2 separate regions of the Nomascus leucogenys genome follow, and region 1 is linked to region 2. Evidence: chromatin contacts called from public Hi-C data. All regions are on one chromosome and are shown on one strand. Each heading gives the region's core, a stretch centred on a gene start, on an enhancer-like site or on the middle of the called end of the contact. The rest is flanking DNA. Distances are from core to core; before and after follow the strand shown.

Region 1 (4,333 bases), core at 1,579-4,078, 45 kb before region 2:
TGGTTCCAGCTACTCAGGAGGCTGAGATGGGAGGGCTGCTTGAGCTCTGGAGGCAGAGGCTGCAGTGAGCAGGGATTGTGCCACTGTACTCCAGCCTGGGTGACAGAGCCAAGACTCTGTCTCGAAAGATTAAAAAAAAAAAGATTGAAAGATAAAAAAAAAAAAAAGGAAACTACCTTGCCTGAGGCTCCAAATCTAGTTACTGCTTCCAACCATTTCAGGATTCAACTGGGAAGAGGTGGTGTTTAAACAGGTTTGGGGGCCCTTGATGCTTGCTTGCATCAACTTAATTCTCACTAGAAAACAAAATTCTGTACCCGGACGAGGTGGCTCAGGCCTGTAATCCCAGCACTTTGGGAGGCTGGGGTGGGTGGATCACCTGAGGTCAGGAGTTCAAGACCAGCTTGGCCAACATGGTGAAACCACATCTGTGAGAGGTGACAGTGTGCTGGCAGTCCTCACAGCCCTCGCTCGCTCTTGGTGCCTCCTCTGCCTGGGCTCCCACTTTAGCGGCACTTGAGGAGCGCTTCAGCCCGCCGCTGAACTGTGGGAGCCCCTTTCTGGGCTGGCCAAGGCCGGACTCGGCTCCCTCAGCTTGCGGGGAGGTGTGGAGGGAGAGGTGTGGGCGGGAACCGGGGCTCCGCGCAGTGCGTGCCAGCGTGAGTTCCGGCTGGGTGTGGGCTCCGCAGGCCCCGCACTCGGAGCAGCCGGCTTACCCGGCCGGCCCCGCCGGCCCCAGTCAGTGAGGGGCTTAGTTAGCACCTGGGCCAGCAGCTGCTGTGCTCAATTTCTTGCCGGGCCTTAGCTGCCTTCCCGTGGGGCAGGGCTGGGGACCTGCAGCCTGCCATGCCTGAGCCTTCCCCCGGCTCCGTGGGCTCCTGTGCGGCCCGAGCCTCCCCGACGAGCGCTGCCCCCTGCTCCACAGCGCCCAGTCCCATCGACCACCCAAGGGCTGAAGAATGCAGGCGCAGGGCGCGGGACTGGCAGGCAGCTCCACCTGCAGCCCTAGTGCAGGATCCACTGGGTGAAGCCAGCTGGGCTCCTGAGTCTGGTGGGGACGTGGAGAACCTTTATGTCTAGCTAAGGGATTGTAAATACACCAATCGGCACTCTGTATCTAGCTCAAGGTTTGTAAACACATCAGTCAGCACCCTGTGTCTAGCTCAGTGTTTGTGAATGCACCAATCAACACTGTATCTAGCTACTCTGGTGGGGACTTGGAGAACCTTTATGTCTAGCTCAGGGATTGTAAATACACCAATCGGCACTCTGTACCTAGCTCAAGGTTTGTAAACACACCAATCAGCACCCTGTGTCTAGCTCAGGGTTTGTGAATGCACCAATCGACACTCTGTATCTAGCTACTCTGGTGGGGACTTGGAGAACCTTTGTGTCCACACTCTGTATCTAGCTAATCTGGTGGGGCGGTGGAGAACCTTTGTGTCAACACTCTGTATCTAGCTAATCTGGTGGGGACATGGAGAACCTTTGTGTCTAGCTCAGGGATTATAAACACACCAATCAGGGCCCTGTCAAAACAGACCACTCAGCTCTACCAATCAGCAGGATGCGGGTGGGGCCAGATAAGAGAATAAAAGCAGGCTGCTGGAGCCAGCACAGTGGCAACTGGCTCGGTCCCCTTCCACACTGTGGAAGCTTTGTTCTTTTGCTCTTTTTTTTTTTTTTTTTTTGAGATGGAGTCTCGCTCTGTGGCCCAGGCTGGAGGGCAGTGGCGCAATCTCGGCTCACTGCAAGCTCCGCCTCCCGGGTTCACGCCATTCTCCTGCATCAGCCTCTCCGAGTAGCTAGGAACTACAGGCGCCCGCCACCACGCCCGGCTAATTCTTTTGTATTTTTAGTAGAGACGGGCTTTCACCGTGGTCTCGATCTCCTGACCTCGTGATCCGCCCGCCTCGGCCTCCCAAAGTGCTGGGATTACAAGCGTGAGCCACTGCGCCCAGCCTGTTCTTTTGCTCTTTGCAATAACTCCTGCTGCTGCTCACTCTTTGAGTCCACACTGCCTTTATGAGCCGTAACACTCACCGCGAAGGTCTGCAGCTTCACTCCTGAGCCAGCAAAACCACGAACCCACCAGAAGAAACAAACTCTGGACACATCCGAACATGAGAAGGAACAAACTCCAGACGCTCCACCTTAAGAGCTGTAACACTCACCATGAGGGTCCACAGCTTCATTCTTGAAGTCAGTGAGACCAAGAACCCACCAATTCCGGACACATCTGTACTAAAAACACAAAAATAAGCCAAACGTGGTGGTGCATGCCTGTGGGCCCAGCTAGGCAGGGTGGTTGAGGCAGGAGAATCGCTTGAAACTGGAAGGCAGAGATTGTAGTGAACTATCACACCACTGCATTCCAGTCTGGGTGACAGAACGAGACTCTGTATCAAAAAAAAAAAAAAAAAAAAGAAAACAGAAGGCCGAGCGTGGTGGCTTGCGCCTGTAATCCCAGCACTTTGGGAAGCAGAGGCGGGCGGATCATGAGGTCAGGAGATTGAGACCATCCTGGCTAACACAGTGAAACCCTGTCTCTACTAAAAACACAAAAAATTAGCCGGGCGTGGTGGCGGGCGCCTGTAGTCCCAGCTACTTCGGATGCTGAAGCAGGTGAATGGTGTGAACCCAGAAGGCGGAGCTTGCAGTGATGCGGGGTTGCGCCACTGCACTCCAGCCTGGACGACAGAGCGAGACTCAGTCTCAAAAAAAGAAAACAGAGAAACGAAATTCTTCGTATAAAAGTCTTGAAATCACAGAGTTCTGACTTGGACTGCCCCTGCTCCTGGGAGCTACAGATCATGCTGTGGGCTGCCTCCACGGTCTGGTAACTCAAGGGTCACCGGGGTGAGGCACAGTTCCTTCAGAGCTACCTCGCTGAGTGTAAATGGGTTGTTCAAATTGCACTGGGGAGCCGGAGTTGCGTGGGTTTTAAAGATGTAAGTAACAAACGTATGTGCACTGTAGAAAATTCGGAAAAGGTCAAACTGCCTAGCAAGTAAAAAGGTGTCATTCCAAAACGTGGGGGGGGTGACTGCTTCTCCCCTCTTGGGTGTTTTTTGGTGGACTTTTTTTGGCGATCCCGACTCGCCTGGACTCCATTCAAGGGCACATCGTGTGCAGTAAAACACGGCATGTTTCAGGGCTCCTCACTGCAACACATGCACCTCCAGGCTGGCGCTCAGCGCTCCCAGTTTTACTGCAGCCGGCGGTGTAGACAGGCGCGGGCCCTTCCTCCTCCCCACCTCCTGACGCTTTGTGCTGCGGCAGCAAAGGCCCGTTCAGTTCCCCGTGTCTTCCCAGCAGCCGTCACCAATGCTCCTTTCCAGGAAACAGCCTTCCATTCTCTCTTAGGGCCGATTTTAGCGAGAGCCGCGATGCGGGCGACTGGTGCCGGGGTGGGTTGGGGCGAGGTTGGCAGTCGGGCCGACTGCCAGGCGCCCGGGCCGCGCCTTCCGCTCTGACCTCATCCTGCCGCCCAGGCACTGGGCGCGGCAGCGAATCGGCAGCGCGGGCGGCCGGGAACGCCCAGCACAAATATTTACCGCCGCGCAGAGAGCGAGGGCCCAAGTCCGCCCTGCTCCGCCACTTGGGCCGCCCCAGACGCTTCCCTCGGGGCTGCCACCAGGTCGGACGCGGCTGCTGCGGCTCGCCGGCCTTTCCCGCACCGGCGCGGTCCAACCGCCACCGAACCTTCTGGAAGCGCCGCCAGCCTGGGCCCTCACGCCGCCAGAATCCTACGCCCGGGCGAGCTCTCGGCAGCCTTGGCGGCCTGGGAGGCGGGGCTCGGGGTGGGGCCGGCGCGGGGGCGGGGTCGGCGCGGGGAGGCCGCGTTCGATTCGCCCCCGGCGCGCAGGCCCCGCCTCACCGGCCCCATCGCTCCACCTCCGCCCTCCCCCTTTATGGCGCGGCCCAGGCTCATTCATTCCGCGCCGGGCCTGCTAGACACCTGCGCCTTTCTGCAGCCGCCCGCCGCATCCGCCGCCGCAGCCCCCAGCATGTCGGGCCCAGACGTCGAGACGCCGTCCGCCATCCAGATCTGCCGGTAAGAGAGGGCCCGCGCGCCGCCTGCAGCGGCCAGGCACGCCGGTCACCGCCCCCGGCCTGCCCCGCTCGGCCCTGTGGTCCCCACCCGCGAGGCCGCCCCCGCCTGCCGATTCCCCGCACGGCCTCCCGTGCCGCCGCCCCGGACCCCCGCCCGCCTGCGGCCGGGATGCGACTCGCGATGCCGCACAAGCCGGGCGGCCCCCGCCCGCCTCCCGCTGGCTCCTTCCGGCCGCATCTCCAGGGCGGCGGCCGCGCCACGGGCCGTTAGGGCGAG
Region 2 (4,211 bases), core at 779-3,278:
GGAGATGCAGACCTGGGGAGACGCTGCTCCTGGGGCCCCCACACTGGCCAGCAGGGCCAGGCAGGCTGCACGAGCTGCAGGTGGATGCTGGACCCTGGACCTGTGCCCGCTGCCTGTCACTCGTCTCCAGGCCTTGGCCTATGAAGGCGTCTTTCATCAGCTGGGTGCTGTCTGGGAAGGTGCCAGGCAACTTGCCCTGGTAGGACTGCCAAGCTGGTTTGTTGGGATTCCAGAGATTTCGTGGAGCTCCCACACTGCCGGCTGCTCACAGCAAGGATGAAGTTGTTCCTCTTTGGGGAAGTGAGGTGGTGTTTCCATTCTTTCTGACCTGGGAGAGCTCCCTGCCCTCAATCCAGGGCCTGACTCCACACTGCCACTGGGACCCGCAGAGGAGCTCAGTGCGCGGTGGGCAGGTGCTCACCTGCTGACAGGGCCTGGAGTCTTGAAGCTGCAACTCATGTCTAGTTCTCAGAAGAGCCGTGGCTGCCTGGCTCCTCTGGGACTCCTGATGGGAGTGGTGGCGGTCCCAGGAATTTGCTTCTAGGGTCACAGTCTGTGTGTTGGTCACTGGGAACCCCAAGGGCTGAGTCACCACCTCCCTGCCGTGTGGCTTTGCTTTCACCATCAGCCCTTACCTGCTAGGGGCAGTCCAGGGACATGTGGCTTCAGGGGGAGAAAGTGCCCCTCTGCCCTCCTTCTCTCTCATGGAAACAGCATCTCAGGGCCCCTTCTGTGGCCTGGCAGATGGTGCCCCACCTTGACGAACACACCGCCTAGGAAAAGCCCAAACATGGGGAAGGTTCCCTTTCCTCCGGGAGCCATTGAGCCCTTTGGGGACCTTCTCCCCTCCTTGGATTGTCACCATTGCACAAATGGTGTCCTCTCCAGAGGCCTCATCCTGCTTCTCCTTTGCCCTAGGATCATGCGGCCAGATGATGCCAACGTGGCCGGCAATGTCCACGGGGGGACCATCCTGAAGATGATCGAGGAGGCAGGCGCCATCATCAGCACCCGGCATTGCAACAGCCAGAACGGGGTAAGGGTCTGGGCCCCATATCTCTGGGCCCTGGAGTCCGCACTAGTGTGGGTTTAGGACAGGAGTTCCCTGGGGAGCCAGGCCTGCAGCCTTCCCTCCCCTTGTGCACTGGGCCTTGGGAACTTTGGGGGAAGTGGCCCAAGCAGTTCTGCACTGGACCCTCAGAACTATGCTTGGTTTTGGCCTCAGCCAGGAGGTGTAGGAACCCACCAGAGATGAAGCGTCAAGCAAGCTGACAGGCCCTCCTTCCACCACTCCCCGCCATGCTGAGTCCCCCGCCAACCTGGCCCTGATCAGAAGCACGCCCTGCCTGCGTGGGGTGGAGTTTATTGTGATGACCAAGAGCTGAGATATAGAGGCCAGACAGCAGATGTAGGGGAGGTCCCACCTCTGCCCTGACCAACCCTGGTGGCCATGGCCACTTCCTGGCTTTGAAGCTCACAGGCCTGGTACCACTGTGCCCACGATGGGGGCAGCTCTCCACCTGCCCCAAAATTGTGCAACTGGGGAGGGCCCTGTGACCCTAAAGCTGGGGACAAGGGGCATGGTCTCTAGTGTCAGCCTCAGGGCTGCTGTAGGACATTCGGCCATCCCCAGCCCTGGGGAGGGGACATTTTCTCTGAAGGTCGGCTGTAGGGGGGAGCCAGCCCTTGGGTGCTGAGGACAGGGCATCTGCCTTGGTGCCGCAGCTGCAGCCTCTGCACTATGGGGCTTGGTCAGCACACCTGCTGTGGCCTCCGGGGAGGCAGAGAGGAGGAAGACTCAGCCCCAGCTTGGAGAGTGGGAGTGTGAGGTGCAGGTCCCCACCATGGGCACGGGCATGATGCCACTCTATCAAGAGGCCAAGTGGAAGCCACTTCAGAGACCAGGGACCAGCGGAGGCCCTGTGAGCTCCAAGCCACACTGGTGAGATGCAGGAAGTGGCTGCTGGCGCTTTCAGCCTGGGCTGCCGGAACCAAGACCACAGGCTGCTGGCTTGTGAACAACGGAAGTGCATTTCTCATAGCCCTGGAGGCTGGAAGTCCAGGATCAGGGCGCCGGCAGATTTCGTGTCTGTTGAGGGCCTGTTTGTTTCCTGGTTCATAGACGTCACATCACTTCCTGTGTGTCCTCACTTGGTAGGAGGGGCTTTCTCAGGCCCTTTTATAAGGACACTAATCCCATTTGTGAGGGCTCTGTCCCCCTGCCCTCATCACCTCCCAAAGGCCCTGCCTCCTACTTCCATTCCCTTGGGAGTTAGGATTTCAATACAGGAATTTTGGGAGGACACAGCCATGCAGAGCATGGCACATGCATTCAGCCTGGAACAGTGGGCAGCGTGTGTTGCAGTGGAGGAATGGAAGCTGTGTGTGTGTGTGTGTGTATCTGTGTATGCATGTGTGTTTGTGCATATGTAGAATGAACCAAGCCACAGTAAGTGCGGGTGGTTCGACGTGGATGTGGGGGACGTCGCGTGGTACAGGTTCAGGAGTGGGTTTGCTGGCAGCGCCTGGTTTAGGAGGGGCTCACTGGCTGGGCTGGGGGTAGATTGATTCTTTGGACCCAAGGCTCCGGTGCAGTTCAGTCACGTTCAGAGAGCACCCTCTGGTGGCTATGGGGAGGATGGGCCTGAGCCTGAGAGCCTGGGGCCGGGTGAGGGTCAAGTCCCAAGTTGCTGTTGCACCCTTCCAGAGAGAGACAGTGAGGGTCCCTGGCACGGGAGCGTGGACACGGGGAAGGAAAAGCCCCCAAGATGGGGAGGAAAGATAAAGGAGGGGCTTGGGAGGCCAGAGGGTGATGCGGTCACTCAGAAAGAATCGTGGAATTATTTTGCTGCCATTTGGTCAGCACTTGGCATTCTGCAAAGCTCCAAAATGCGTTAGGAGCTAAAGTTTAGCTCATGGAATCCTCACAACACCCTGGGGAGGTAGCTGTTCTTGTTTTTTTTTTTTTTTTCTTCTGAGACAGAGTCTCACTCTGTCACCCAGGCTAGAGTTCAATGGTGCGATCGCGGCTCACTGCAACTCCTGCCTCCCAGGTTCAAGTGATTCTCCTGCCTCAGCTTCCCAAGCAGCTGGGATTACAGGTGTGTACAACCATACCTGGCTAATTTTTTTGTATTTTTAGTAGAGATGGGGTTTCACCGTGTTGGCCAGGCTGATCTCAAACTCCTGACTTCAAGTGATCTGCTCACGTCGGCCTCACAAAGTGCTGGGATTACAGGCATGAGCCACTGCACCCAGCTGCTGTTGTTATTTTTATTATCCCAATTGCATAGATGAGGAAACTGAGGTACAAAGAGACTGAACACTTGTTTGAGGCCACCTGGGGAGGCAGATGGTAGGTCTGGGCTGTGACTATGCCTCGAAGCTGTGCTTTGAACACTTGCCCCTCCTTGCTTCTCCGGATCTGGGGCTGCTGGAGGGACAGTTTTGACACATTGGCTTGGAGAAGCGTCTGGGCTGCTGGTCCCCAGGATGGTGATCCAGAAATTCTAGGCTTAGGAGGGGGTCTCTGAGTTCCAGGCAGCCCCAAGGCGTGGGGGTGAGAACAGTCCTGGTGCCTAGAAGGGCTTTGCTGGGGCCCTGGGTGGGGCAGGGGACCCCCCCCATCCACACTGCCCTGGTGGTGCCTTCCAGTCTGTGGCTGGAAGTCCCAAGGTTCTGTCTCTGGCTGGGGCCTCTTGGCCAGCCCATCTGGATGCCTACTTGGCCTGCTTGGCCTTGATGTGCAAAAAAATGACACTCCTGTCCTTGCCCCAGGCTTGCTTCTCCCAGCCTCCCTCCCCTCAGTAAATGGTCTCTGCAGCCCCCGGGTGCTCAGGCTCAAAGCCTGGAGCCTCTGTCGGCCTCTCTCCCTCCCACACTCATGAGGCTCTAGGAGCAGATCACACTGCTCTACCTTCCAGGAAGTCCAGATCTGAGCACAGCCCCCCAGGCTCACCCCCACTTTGGATCCAATGGTGTTGCTCTGCTGATCATCCGATCACCTGATCACTGCAGCAGCCTCCTGACAGGTCACCCTGCTGGTCCCTGCTGCCTTGTTTGTTCTCCAGCAGTAGCCAGGGAGATGTGGAGTCAGAGCACAGTGCTGCCTGCTCAGAGCCCTCCAGATCTCCAGTTTCGCCCAGAGCCAAAGGCACGTCCACACGCTTCCCTGTCTCTGCCTAGCGCGGCTCGGGGACCTCACCTCCTAC

Evidence for each region. A called contact is a pair of places that touch in the nucleus more often than the background predicts.
Region 1: a contact with region 2 is called in a Hi-C map of a lymphoblastoid cell line, with 2.9 times the contacts expected there. The contact joins the promoter of ACOT7 here to the enhancer-like site in region 2. A contact is called at or near these places in 2 of 4 Hi-C or Micro-C datasets (a lymphoblastoid cell line and an unstated tissue).

Annotation. Positions count from the first base shown.
Region 1 is chr24:7,238,806-7,243,138 of Asia_NLE_v1, reverse strand. It overlaps ACOT7 (cytosolic acyl coenzyme A thioester hydrolase), which reads left to right and starts at 2,828. Exons shown (of 9, transcript XM_030805406.1): 1 at 2,828-4,057. The coding sequence starts at 3,915.
Region 2 is chr24:7,192,903-7,197,113 of Asia_NLE_v1, reverse strand. It overlaps ACOT7 (cytosolic acyl coenzyme A thioester hydrolase), which reads left to right. Exons shown (of 9, transcript XM_030805406.1): 2 at 919-1,036. Among named protein-coding and RNA genes, the nearest start is that of ACOT7, 45 kb to the left of the region's middle. Within about 2 kb of position 2,028, the one cell type or tissue checked has an H3K27ac peak away from gene starts, as active enhancers do. A contact at or near this core is called in a lymphoblastoid cell line, where this site is marked.